Linked DNA regions of Zea mays: all the other regions are linked to region 3. A link is a contact called in public Hi-C data. All regions are on one chromosome and are shown on one strand. Each heading gives the region's core, a stretch centred on a gene start, on an enhancer-like site or on the middle of the called end of the contact. The rest is flanking DNA. Distances are from core to core; before and after follow the strand shown. Region 1 holds the start of LOC100272459 (RNA binding protein). Region 2 holds the start of LOC100285948. Region 3 holds the start of LOC100273669. Region 4 holds the start of LOC542225 (calcium dependent protein kinase13).

What was found. Hi-C and Micro-C count contacts between places; a contact is called where the count stands out from the background.
Region 1: a Hi-C map of leaf shows a contact between it and region 3, with 4 times the contacts expected there. The contact joins the promoter of LOC100272459 here to the promoter of LOC100273669 in region 3. A contact is called at or near these places in 4 of 25 Hi-C or Micro-C datasets (ear, endosperm, leaf and 1 more).
Region 2: a contact with region 3 is called in a Hi-C map of ear, with 1.9 times the contacts expected there. The contact joins the promoter of LOC100285948 here to the promoter of LOC100273669 in region 3. A contact is called at or near these places in 2 of 25 Hi-C or Micro-C datasets (ear and tassel).
Region 4: a contact with region 3 is called in a Hi-C map of leaf, with 10 times the contacts expected there. The contact joins the promoter of LOC542225 here to the promoter of LOC100273669 in region 3. A contact is called at or near these places in 6 of 25 Hi-C or Micro-C datasets (ear, endosperm, leaf and 1 more).

What each region holds. Positions count from the first base shown.
Region 1 is chr6:93,309,351-93,312,642 of Zm-B73-REFERENCE-NAM-5.0, forward strand. LOC100272459 (RNA binding protein) reads left to right here and starts at 1,750. Exons shown (of 6, transcript NM_001146932.1): 1 at 1,750-2,082; 2 at 2,294-2,701; 3 at 2,847-3,046. The coding sequence starts at 1,759.
Region 2 is chr6:94,198,377-94,201,620 of Zm-B73-REFERENCE-NAM-5.0, forward strand. It overlaps LOC100285948, which reads left to right and starts at 1,730. Exons shown (of 7, transcript NM_001158837.2): 1 at 1,730-2,126; 2 at 2,254-2,385; 3 at 2,504-2,563. The coding sequence starts at 1,974.
Region 3 is chr6:93,771,799-93,775,067 of Zm-B73-REFERENCE-NAM-5.0, forward strand. It overlaps LOC100273669, which reads right to left and starts at 1,820. Exons shown (of 5, transcript NM_001360289.1): 1 at 1,472-1,820; 2 at 1,071-1,371; 3 at 452-610. The coding sequence starts at 1,672.
Region 4 is chr6:94,059,380-94,062,922 of Zm-B73-REFERENCE-NAM-5.0, forward strand. LOC542225 (calcium dependent protein kinase13) reads right to left here and starts at 2,150. Exons shown (of 11, transcript NM_001111835.2): 1 at 1,427-2,150. The coding sequence starts at 2,011.

The DNA.
Region 1 (3,292 bases), core at 500-2,999, 460 kb before region 3:
CGTCGTCTTCCGGGTCTTAGCCCGAGTCCGAGCCCTGGGGTCGGGCGGAGTGGAGTTCGCTGTCTTCCGGGTCTTAGCCTGAGTCCGAGCCCTGGGGTCGGGCGGAGCGGAGTTCGCCGTCTTCCGGGTCCTAGCCCGAGTCCGAGCCCTGGGGTCGGGCGGAGCGGAGTTCGCCGTCTTCCGGGTCCTAGCCCGAGTCCGAGCCCTGGGGTCGGGCGGAGTGGAGTTCGCCGTCTTCCGGGTCTTAGCCCGAGTCCGAGCCCTGGGTCGGGCGGAGCGGAGTTCGCCGTCTTCCGGGTCTTAGCCCGAGTCCGAGCCCTGGGGTCGGGCGGAGCGGAGTTCGCCGTCTTCCGGGTCTTTGCCCGAGTCCGAGCCCTGGGGTCGGGCGGAGCGGAGTTCGCCGTCTTCCGGGTCCTAGCCCGAGTCCGAGCCCTGGGGTCGGGCGGAGCGGAGTTCGCCGTGGCGCCTTTGGCAAGGCCTAATTGCCTGTCAGACTCACTCTGTCGAGTGGCACTGCAGTCGGGGTGGCGCAGGCGGCGCTGTCCTTCTGTCAGACTGGCCAGTGGAGCGGTGGAGTGACGGCGGTCACCTCGGCTCTGCCGGGGGCGCGTGTCAGGATAGAGGTGTCAGGCCACCTTTGCGTTAAATGCCCCTGCAATTTGGTGAGTCGGTGTGGTGATTTAGTCAAGGTTGCTTCTGAGCGAAACCAAGACCTTGGGCAAGCCGGTGATGTGTCCGCCATAAAAAGGGGGCCTCGGGCGAGACGGAAGTCTCTCGAGGTCGGCTGCCTTCGGCCGAGGCTAGGCTCGGGTGAAGCGTGATCGAGTCACTCGTGTGGACTGATCCCTGACTTAATCGTGCCCATCAGGCCTTTGCAGCTTTATGCTGATGGGGGTTACCAGCTGAGAATTAGGCGTCTTGAGGGTACCCCTAATTATGGTCCCCGACAATATAGTACTAAATAAGTTTAAGTTTTATTGGATTTTATATGAAGTATATTTTCACAGTATATGTATTTGAAGTTATTCATGTTGATGATATATTGTACAAATTTAGTTAAATTTAGAGTAATTTGAGTTTGACCGGGCCTAGAATGGCATCATTTGTATTTTTCTCATAAGCTGGATCATTGTGAAATATATTTTCATAGTATAGCTATTTAGAATCATACATGTCGACAATGTTTTTTTATAAACTTAATTAAATTTTAAATAATTTGAATTAGATCAGGCCCGAAATTGCACGATCTGCTCTAAACAGCATTAGTGTCCTAGATATTCATGTATCGTTTTAGTGAGTGGGTCTTTGATATTTATTTTCGAATTTATTGTTAGTTATATAAACGAGTCAAACTCAATAAATCCTAACATTTTATACGTTTTACATATATAGATTTTTTGAAAGGGATGTAATTAAATCGCCTAACACAAGTCTGTCCATTACTCCCTTTGAAAACAACCCTACTTGACTTTATGAATATAAATGTTTCCCTTTTGTTTGGATCAATGAGGAGGAGAAAAAACACATCCACCCGTGAGGCGAAATAAAGAAAGTCGACTGTACGACTGATGCATGAGCAAGTCACGTATGGCAGGCAGAAACTCACATGCTATTGCTCCTTTCAATTAAAACAAGAAATTCGTTGTGACCTACAGCCCATTTTTTGACAACCTTGGCCCAACAACAGGCCCATCTACCCACACACTATCCTCTCCCTCAGTGCTCACGTCTCCACCGGTCCACCCCCTCGGCAGCTCAATGGCAGCTGCGACGGCGCCACCGCCGGCGGCGGTTGCCACCACCCTCTCGGGCCTCATGCGCTGCCAGAACATCCGTAGCAGCAGGCCTAGAGCCTTCTACGCGAGGTGCGCCTCCTCCAACGCGAGCGCGGAGGCGGCGGAGAGCCGGAAGGGAGGCCACGGCGGGACGCGCCTGGAGGAAGCCGTGCCCGTCGGCGAGGGGCGCTCGAGGGTAGACGCCTGGATATCGGCGCGTCTCGGCGGCGGGGGCGTTAGCCGCGCGCGCGTGCAGGCCAGCATCCGGGCCGGGCTTGTCGCCGTCAATGGCCGCCCGGTCTCCAAGGTGCCACTGCTACCCCGTGTCTCTAGGCTCTGTTTGCTTCCTGTCAAGCGAGGTCGGATGATCCTTGTGTTAGCAGAACTGTGGAATATGCTGCTTATACATTATTGTAGCTGATTTGTAGCTTAAACTACAACTCTGATTCCGGACGAGACAATTCACAAGGTATATGAGGGCATGCAGCACCAATTGTACTTCACTTTGTGCATTGTAGGTTTCGCATACTGTGAAGGGAGGGGACTTGGTCAGCTGCACGGTGTCAGAGCTACAGCCGCTGAGGGCAGAGGCGGAGGACATCCCGCTGGACATCGTTTATGAGGATGACCATGTTCTTGTTGTCAACAAGCCGGCTCATATGGTTGTTCACCCGGCGCCAGGAAATGCCAAAGGCACATTAGTCAATGCTATACTTCATCACTGCAAGATCTCCACATTTACCTGTTTAGCACGCAGCTCAGCTGGTGATGAATGCCCGGATTCTACGGATGAAGACACTGATGTATTTCATGTGGATCAGTTTGCTGCTGAAGATGTAAGTTCAGAAGTCCGGAATGCTCTTGTGCGCCCTGGTATTGTGCACAGGCTGGATAAGGGGACAAGTGGGCTTCTTGTTGTTGCTAAGGTATTGAATTCTGAGTTGTGATAGCCACCCATTTTTTTTTTAAAAAATAAACCTGGTACTTCAGAATCTTTTATGAAATCTGTGCGTATAATACAGACTTATGCTGAACTCTCCCATTTTTCTTTGTCTTTCTTCTTTGGGACAGGATGAGCATTCTCATGCTCGATTAGCAGAACAGTTCAAGCTGCATACAATCCGTAGGGTATACATCAGTCTTACTTGTGGCGCACCTAATCCAAATTCTGGCAGGATTGAGGCTTCTATTGCACGTGATCCTAACAATCGGATTCGTATGACTGCTATTGCTGGATCAGGCCACAGATATGCACGGAATGCTGCTAGTAGGTGATCCAAGCTGCCACTTGTGCCCCTTCTTTTGGATCCTTATATGACGTTGCCTCCTCAATGCTTTTCCACTTGAATTAAAATGCATCCTAGGTCTAGTACTAACGATGTTGATTATGTAGTTCGAAGCTATTTGCATTGTTCAGATATGGTTGATTACTGTGACCATTCTGTTTCGACATCTTAATTGTAAGCACCCATGTAAGCAGGTAGGAGTGAGGAGCTAGAAGGACCCATGTCAAAATA
Region 2 (3,244 bases), core at 480-2,979, 430 kb after region 3:
TGCTTGTCCAAGACAATGGTCTCAGTGGATTTCGGTGGCCGAATTCTGGTACAACACCTATACTCACACTGGATTGGACAAATCCCCATTTGAGGTGCTGTATGGCCACATGCCTCGCCACTTTGGTATTACTGATCAGCGAGCTATCTCGGTTCCAGACCTGAAAACATGGCTGCAAGAGAGGGAACTCATGCAGAAACTTATTCAACAACATCTCACTCGGCACCAAGATCGAATGAAGAAGCAGGCCGACAAGAAGCGATCTGAGCGCGTTTTTGTTGTTCACAATTGGGTCTTTCTGAAGCTGCAACCTTATGTGCAAACATCTGTAGCCACCAGAGCCAACCACAAACTTTCATTCAAATTCTTCGGACCCTTTTAGATAGTCGAGCAGATCAGTCCAGTCGCTTACAAGCTCAAATTATCGGACACTTCTTCCATCCATCCTGTATTTCATGTGTCCCAACTCAAGGCAGCTACTGGAACCAATCATCAGTCGATTTCATCTCTACCATCTGGTACTAATCCATTGCAGGTCCCTCTTCATATCCTGCAACGACGCCTGGTTCAGCGTGGCAGCAATATGGTTGCGCAGGCGAAGCTCGTTTGGTCCGGCCTCGACGCAGCATTGACCAACTGGGAAGATGTGATGGCTCTCAAGGAACGATTCCTAAATGCACCTGCTTGGGGACAAACAGACTTTGAAGGGGAGGCGGATGTCAGCAATGCTGACGAGAACGACAAGCTGAAGGCAGCAGACAGCAGGAACAAGCCACACGGCACGCAAGTCAGTCGTCTAAATACTAAAGTTACTAGACCGATGTGGGCCAAGTAGTGGAAGTCGTCTGGCTGTGGGCCGTTTTTGATCCAATAGCTCTATATAAAAGACAATACGAAGAATACTACCGAGACGCCGCCGGGCTCTCGGTGCCATCTCCCTTCTTCTCTGCTCTCTCGCCCCTTCTCCACGCATCTTCTCTGCTCGACTGCTCCTCCCTTCCCATTGCTAACACGAGACTTTATTTCGAAATCTCGGCTGACAAACGTGCAAAGTTGACTTTTCTAGAATAAAATGCGATTAACATATGTATGCGTCCAGAGACAAGCGCGCAATGCCCCCTAACATAAAATTTCAACTTTACGAAAATGGGTCAAAAAGAAAAGAAAAGAATACAAGGCAATCCAAACACGATCAGTCTATCCAGCGAATCGATCGGCGTGAAGTTGAACCCAACCCGCGTCTGCGTGCGCGTCTGCTGGCGGTGGGTGGTCCCTGTGATTGGCTGCCAGATTGGAATGGTCGGGCCGGATCCGCTTCCCAGCGTGGACCAGGCCGCCGCGGTGGGTTCGGTGGGTGTCGTCGTCTCCACGCCGGCCACCCAACTTGCTTGGAGCGGGATTGTTTTGAGAACTGCGGCTATGCTTCAGAGTCGGTCGATTCTTTGTCCACAAGATAAGGAAGCAAGCATGAGTACTCTGTAAAATTGGAGAGCTCGAAAGGCTCTGCCAATTAGGGGAAGGAATGGATGTTTCATCACGCTCGTTCAAAACTGAAAAGACAGTGAAACACCAGAGGAAATGATGGTGAGCCTAGAGAGCGGGAGGCGGAGCGGCTACTATGTTTTGTCGATTTTGTTTTTTTTTTCCAAAAAATAAAAGACAAAAGAAAACCGTCCCTCTTCGCCCCCCCCCCCCCCCCCCCTTCTTGCTTCGCGTCTTCTTCCTCCCCAAGTCGCCTCCGCGCCTCCGCATATAGGCAGCGTCGCCCCTCTCCGCTTTCCCGAATTAGCGCCACCGCCACCTCCGCCTCCGATCCCGCCTCTCCCGGGAACGAAGCCGAGCCGCCCGAATCGCCCTCCACCCACCCATATAGCCGGGCCCCGGACCGCTCCCCACCGGCTCGCGCCCCCGACCCCTCCGCCGTCCGCCGCCGCATCGCGTGGGAGGGGGAGGAGGAGGAGGAGGAGGAGGCCATGGCCGCTGCCGTAGCTTGCAGGCGCGCGGCGCTCCTGCACGGGCACCAGCAGTGGCCGCAGCGGTGGGCGGCCGCGCCCTGCCCCCGCTCCATCTCGCAGCTCGTCAAGACCAACGGCCGCCGCGCCTTCCTCGTAGACACCCTCGCCCTGGTAAGTCAAGCCTCCGGGGTCTCTCCTTACCGTACTCTCGCTCAGTTTCGGCTTCCGCCCGAGAGGTGTTCGGCGGAATGCTCCGGCGAGCTGCTGACGCGGGCCGGGATGGTCGTGTCGCTCGCAGGTCAGGAAGCTGGAGTCGCAGGGCGTGCCCACCAAGCAGGCGGAGGCGATCACCTCCGCCATCACGGAGGTCCTCAACGACAGCCTCGAGAGCATCTCCGAGTCCTTCGTCTCCAAGGCCGAGATGCAGAAGGCAAGCGCCTCGCCTTTGGCATTGCGTGGATGGTTGTTTCATAGAGGTTTGCTTGGGTCCTGTGGACGGATTGCTCGGTTGTCTTTCTCATTTGGTGGTCTTGGTACTCTGTTTGCAGAGTGAGATGCTGCAGGAGTCCAATATCTCCAAGTTCAAGTCCCAAGTGCAGAGCTCGCAGGTACTGTTTGAAACTAAAATGTTAGGTCGTGAGGATTAGTTGTCCCTGGATTTTCATGGGGCTTAATCTGGGATCTTGTACATGATCCACATAAATTGTTGCTGGCTTCAAATTGGTCTGTGTATTTTATAGGCCTTTTGGGGTGAAGTCACTCAGCATTTCTTCCTCTCTGGATTGTTTTAGATTTGTTCATTTCAGCAGTACAGGGTTTGTTGGATGAAAGTTTGTACAACCTGATTTAGAGCTGCTGCTCGTTAACATTGATGGGGCTATTTGTTTGTGGAATAGATGTGCGCAGATGGGGATTGTGGGTTGAGTCACCATTTATCTGTGCCTTTGGGGGTATCAGATTATGGTGGGTGATATGTCTTGGCCATTTTTACCATCTTAATTGCAGTGAGATTGGTAAATTTGCTCACATGTCTTAACATTTGGCCTTTTATTTTGGAGTTAACATCAGTGGTCTGAGCTTGCCTTGTAGAAGTTAATCTCAAGTCATCAAGTTACATTAGTTCAGGCTTAAAAGATGTACTGCTTGCCTTGTATTGGTTACAGGGCCATTTCTCAAATCAGTTTACATCCATGTGAAATGTTAGTGTAGTATCCATGGTAAGGGATGAACGATACCTATCTGAGCCTTTGGAGAGGTGTCTTATCTCATATACCCTTGGCATGCCAGCA
Region 3 (3,269 bases), core at 570-3,069:
TATGTACAGTGTAGGGATTATTATTCCACAAGGCTTAAAGCACACGTCTGTATCTATAGGCTTGAATCATGGGAGAGAAATGAAACAGGTGGCTGCTGTGGGATTATTATATTGATTCAAAGCACAAATCTATATCTGTTAGCTTAAGTCTCTGGAGTATGGAATGTCTTATATAACAAAAATAGGGAAAATGCATCTTATTCTAGAACCTGGAAAATGGGGCCAAAAAAATAGCGAATGGTGTTGACAATCAAGATTTATTTATGCTAATAATGTTGTCCTATAAAGGGTGCTTAATTGAAGTAGGGTTATGCTGTTTGCGTGCCCAGAAAGAATTAGCACACAACTATACCATTTCTGTAAGCAATGCTTCACAAGTTCACATCATTGTCGACAAATGTAAGTTGTACATCAACTTTCATGGCAGCAGGCAAAGTATAAAAGGACTCACGATCAGTGGTGAAGCCATCCCAGAGGGACATGAACTCTGTCTTCATATTAGTCATGGCTTCATGATCAGTTGTCCGTCGCTGCCCCAAGAAACTATCAACCTCGTCAATGAAGATAATAGCAGGCTGGAGCTTGTGAGCGAGACTAAATACAGCAGACACTGCCACAGCAATAGCACACTAACATCAGCGTATAGCGTAGACACACATAAAAAAACAATACAGATGACATCAATTCTAATTCTAAAGTAGTAGATATGTGGACAGTTAAATTAGCAATGCAAATAACTGCATTACAGCTGCTGCTGCAACAGCACTAGTAACATATATAAACATAAAAGAAGAAACTTCTATGAAGGGTATGGATTCAAAATCAGCAGATTTCTACAGCATCCTGACACAAAAAAACAATGCAATTGTCATCGTCTCTAGAGCAAATAAGTTTCCAGTGGGCAGCTGCTGCCACAACAAGAGTAACATATAAACATTGGTTGATCGGTGCGTGGCATACAGACACAAGAAAAAGAAGAATATGGCAAAAGACTACTATAATAGCAATAGGTATGGATTCAAAACCGGTGGATAGCTGGATATCCAGTGGACTAGAGTATAATTGCTCACCGAGCTTCTGCGCGTCCCCGAACCACTTGCTCATGAGATTGGAGATCCTGACATTGATGAAGACGGCACCGGACTCCCTGGCAATGGCCTTGGCGAGCATGGTCTTTCCTGTGCCGGGCGGGCCATAGAGAAGGACGCCCTTCTGGGGGCTGAGGAGCTTGCCGGAGGCGAAGAGCTCAGGGCGGCGCAGGGGCAGGATGACGAGCTCGTAGAGCGCTTGCTTGACCTTGTCGAGGCCGCCGATGGAATCGAATTCGACGTCGATGCTGTCGGGGTTGATGACGTCGCACGCAATCACGTCCTGTCGGTGAGCGAGACGCCAGCGGAGGATTGAGTCGGAGTGAAGTGAACCCTAGATGGGGATTGGGGAGGCGGATACGGATACGGGTGGAGGGACGGACCTCATAGGGCGTGGTGGAGACGAGGGGCCGGCCGAGGCGCTTGGCGATCTCCTTCTTCTGCTGCTGCGCCTTCTGAGAGGCGGCGCGGTTGGGATCGAGGTGGCGAAGGCCGGCCAAGAGGACGAGGCAGCTGAGCGCGGCGCTGGCGGCGTACAGCACGAGGTTCTGCACGGAACGCGACGACGGCTCCGACGACCCCATCGCCCACCCCGAGGGAACACGGTGACAGTCAACTCTGTCTGGCTTGCGGCGGAAGAAACGAATAAGGACGGAGGAGGTGGGTGAACTGGATTCGAGGTGGCGGCGGAGCGCCGAGCGAGGCAGGGGATTGGATTCCGCTGACTGCTTGTGCTTTGGACTGTAGATGTGCAAAAAGGCCGGTCCTCCAGAGCGGCCCGTGGCCGTGGCACCGATGCGAATTTGGTCCATCACGAATAGGACCCGGCTCATTCCTATATATTAAACCAGGGACCCTAGCTTGCAAACTAGGTAGGCCACGTCATTCAGAATTCCTTTACCGTCCGATCGCTTCTCTATGATGCAAATCCTGCCATCCAGTTGTTGTTCACTGCTCCGTCTTATTTGCCTGCCCGACAGAGGCTGGCTGGTAGCGCCTCAAACGCGATCCTTCGTCTGCCGTCTTGGGAGCCTCGCGTTCTCTAGAATAAGTCAACTGGCGCGCGCCAGCGCGCGCGTTTAGCTTGTTGACCATTAGCATTGTGCTGGTTGCCTGGTTCGGCCTAATCATCGTATCGTGTATAGAGGCTACTAAAAATTTGTTCCTCAAAACTTGTCATTGTGGGTTGTTGAACTTTTTTCCCTAAACAAAACTAAGCACACAGCAGACTGCTAAAATAACAAATCCCCAAAATGTTTGAAACAACCACGTTGCCCACGCTGACCTAATTGGCCACAGCATCCTGATGTTCCCTCTGCTGCGTTGCCATCTTATTGGACTCACTGTGTAGATCTCCTTGCAATCTCAAGACAAACTCCAATAATGCAGCTTCAGTTCGTGTGCCTAGTGTTGGCGCCTTTTTGAACCAAACACTAACGATTTATAGGTCGTCCTTGTAGTGAGTTCGGACCATAGGGATGATCACTAGGTTTTGCCCACAGAGAGTCAAGGCCTTAGGGAGCGAGATAGTAAATAAGACGCAAGACAATTAACACTATCTTGAATGTGGTCTTGAAAAGAAATCTTAGAGCTAATGGGATGATTACTTGATGTACCTAAAAAGGTTATCCTGAAGGTGGGACAAACCTCTATGATGGTCACCACCTATTTGGTACCAAACAACAACGAACCCCAATGTCTTCTCGTGATGAGCAATACCTTGGGTTCGGCTCCGCGAGATGAATGGTGGTGGCGGTCCACGATGGATCGCCGGGTCGCCTGGCGGTGCTCGATGCGGTGGCGCAGACGATCCACGGCTCTGGGCCGGACGATCCACGACCTGGCGACAGGAGCGACGCCTTCCCTGCGCGTTGTCCGGACGATCCACGCTCTGGGCCGGACGGTCCGCGATGGCGCAGGTTCGTCTTCTTCTCCTCGTAGGACCTAGATCCCGCTCCCGGGGGAGAGACCTTAGGGTGTTTCGGGTCAGCAGGTCACCCGAGGCATCTCCAGACAACGTAGAGTCGCCTAGAAATTAATAGATCAATTCAAGTAAAAGATCTTGAGTGAAGTAGACGAAGTAGATCTTGCCCCTCACAAGGGGTAAGATCCTAGGGCCATCCTGGGGTCAGCAGGCCACCCCAGAACGGATCTAGACGACGTAGAGTCGAATAGGGGTGG
Region 4 (3,543 bases), core at 900-3,399, 290 kb after region 3:
GTTTTGGACTAATTTAAGTATTCATACTGCTGTTTTGGACTATTTATACTGCTGCCTTGTCTATACGTGTGCTTGTTTTGAGCAAGTCTCTATACTATATAAGTAAATATCTATATATATAGTGCTATATATGTCCTGGAAATACATAGGACGATCAATGGACAATTAGGGTCGATCAGCGGCGACTAATCGCCCTGATTGTCGCCTAATCGCGACTAATCGTTTGATCGCCCAGTGGCATCGATCAGACGATCAGGCGATCTGAAAACAATGATAGAAGCTATTAAATTATCAGCTGTTTGATCTAGTCAACAAGTCCAATATTGTTCCTTCATGAAGAAGAATACTACTAAGAATGATGCAATGTAAGACATTCTTATTTTGTTTCATTTATGCGATGCTATCCCCTATGGAGCTTGGGCACCTTCATCAAATCTAGGCTCCTAAGGCAAATTGCAATGCGTTAATAGAACAATCACAATCAGTTAGGTTTTCCTAAAGTTCCACTGGATCCAGCTGGAAAATGCAGACCTTTGTTCACCAAACAAGAAGGTGGGAATGAAAGAGTAGATCAGGATATGCACTGTATTGTTTATCATTAATTAACAACGGACAAGAATTGGGTAATTCGCCAATAATTTCAATCACTGTACTATTCGGCATCCTAAAGTTCCTACAAGCATTCCTTTCTCAAAACATAAGATTAGCATGATTTCCAGCATCAGCTGAACCTGCTGAGAACTGTCAAACCCCCTACTCAGTGTCACAACCAAGAAACTAGGACAATTTACTCTCACCAGCCAAACTATCTAGCGGAGCAACTGGAGACATGTTATCGGGATTGAACAATGGAACAGTAAATATATTAAGCTTTCATGGCGCAACCCTACTGTTTGAAAAGTCAAAAAAATCCTAAAACCACACAAAAAAAGAGAAGATATTGCGCTAGACAACATATTGCTAAAATACAACTGGTCAAGTACCATGCAAGATCCTAGGATTTCCTATGTTACTTCCTACAAAAAGCCGCCAATGCCAAACAACTTAAGAGCAAAGTTCCAAAATTGAAATAGGAAGTCCCAAAAGTATCCTTCAGTAGGCAAAATCCGGACCATTTTTGTTTGGTTCCTGGGGACTAATTTTTAATCACTCCATTTTGTTCCATTTTAGTCACTAAATTAACAACTACGGAGTTTTAGTTTCCGTGTTTGTTAATTTAGAGACAAATGAAATAAAATGGAGTAAAAATTAGTAAACCAAAGCCCCTTAACCACCAAGGTTTCGGTTCGGCGCGAACACATGCCGGTTACCTCGACAGATAGAGGTACTATTTGAAATTTCAAAATATTCCAAAAAGGTGGAATTTGACATGAGGAGTGCACCCCCCCCCCCCCCCCCCCCCCCCAACGAGCAAAGCTTTGAGTACCTTAGCTTTGGAGATGATCTTGACGGCGACGGCATGGCCCTTGTACTCGCCCTTCTTGACCAGGGCGGAGCAGGTGTGGCCAAAGTGTCCCCTCCCGACCTCCTTCCCGAGGTCGTACTTGGCCCCGAAGTTGTTGGCGAAGCCGAACGTCTTGTCCAACGGGCGCTCGGCCTCGGCGGAGTCGGCGGCGACGCCGGCGCCGCCCTCCTCCGGTATGGTGCCCTCCTTGGGCTTGCCCCCGCCGAGGCGCTTGGCGAGAGTGGCCTTGATGTGCTTGGCGGGCGAGGGCGGCGGGAAGGGCCGCTTGAAGAACCTGCGGGGCGTGGACCTGGCAGGCGACGGCGACACGCCCGCGGGGAGCGGGCTGGCCCCGCCGGCGGGGTACGGGCTGGGCCAGGCGGTCGTCGCCGCCTGGTGGTGCACCGGCGTGGCCGATCCGGACTTGCGGCGCCCGGGCGTGGCGGGCTGCGGCGGCGGCGCGCCGTTGGCCGGCAGCGGGGACGGCGGCGCGACCGCGTGGGCGTGGTCGTCGTGGTCCGCCCGCCGCGACGACGCGCCGCCTGCCTTCCCGTAGCACTGCCCCATCGCGGGCGGGCCGCTAGGGTTAGGGTTTAGGTTCCGGCCCTCCGCGCCGCCGCGGGTGCGAGCGTGAGGCAGGGCAGGGCAGGCGGGTTGTTGCGTCGTCCGTCGGGAATGGAAGGGGAAGCAGGGGAGAAAGAGAAAGAGAGAGCAGGAAGCGGGCGAGAGAGGGGGAGGAGGTGGCGTCCGTTATTTCTCTCGCCTCGCCTCGGTTACAGTTACAGGCTACAGCGCGGCAGCTGAGAGGAGAGAGAGGGGCAGGGCGCCGGGCCGGGTCGGGTCCCAGGGAGGCGACCGTGAAATCACCAACTGCATTTCCAAATTTTTCTTTTTGCCCTTTTCCATTCTTTCACCCGAAAACGGCTTTCTGACCGGTGGTCCCCGGGCGGCGCAGGTCCACCTGCCATCCACTCACCCCCACCTGCCCGCGCCACCACGGCATGCGTGGGAAACCGGCGCGGGTGACGTCAGTCCGCTTGAAGAACACTAGTAGACTTTTCACGCGAGTCTGCAGAGCCCAGCTCCAGCACCGACGACGACGAAGAAGAAGAGGAGGAGCAAATCCAAGTTGTTCTTGACCGGCAGCACAAGCGCGCGCGGTTGCTCGTCTCTCGATCGACGCTGAATAGCTAGCTACACATGCGATGCAACCGTGTTGACGTTTTCCAGTCTGTCCGCCACACTGGTAGTACTGAATAGTAAAAGGAGAAGAAGGAAAGAAAGAAAGAAAAAGTCATCGCTTGACTCGGTCGATTCAGATGAGAGAGCTGCATGCACATGTGTAGCTAGCTGCCGTCTGAATCCTGAAAGATGGATTTCCCTTCTTGAATTCGGTAGCTTCGTATGATGTGGGCTGGAGTTGCATTGCACATGTGTAGCTTATTCAGATGTAAACGCCGCATTTTCAAGCTGGCTAGCCCCGCCGAGAGATCCGACATGCGTGCACGATTAAGCTTCGTCGTGACATTAATTAAGCTTTTAATCTAGGTTACAAACGTGTTGTTAGGTACAACTTGCAGGTGTCAGTTACCGTCGGCGGCTTTTATGTTCCATGGAGCAAACCCCAAGCGGTACATGCGTGCGTGCTTGCCCTAATTATCAGCGTTAGGTTAATCCCGGCTACTATTAAGTACTGAAATTGGGTACTTGGTGCTACCGCGATCATTTGAACACACGCCTCTACTCTATAAATTTGGGACTAACGACCAGACTACACATATCTTAGTGTTTAGAAATAAACAATAATTATATTTGAATGAATAGCTCAATACATATTTATATGATATATACAAATAGCAAAAGCACGGGCAACTTGCTAGTAATATATATAGGGTACAATGGACTTTATGGCGTTCTCATTTCACATATAGCCAACAATAACACTCTCATGGTACAAGTTATACATTTAACACTTAGTCCACCTCTTACTCTCACAAGTTGTTTTAGAGTCTATTAGTAGTCCGATTTTATCTCGCTACTAGTGAGCAGGCCGTAGCATCCCGACCCGCATAAAGTAAACTCATTATACTTGCTTTATC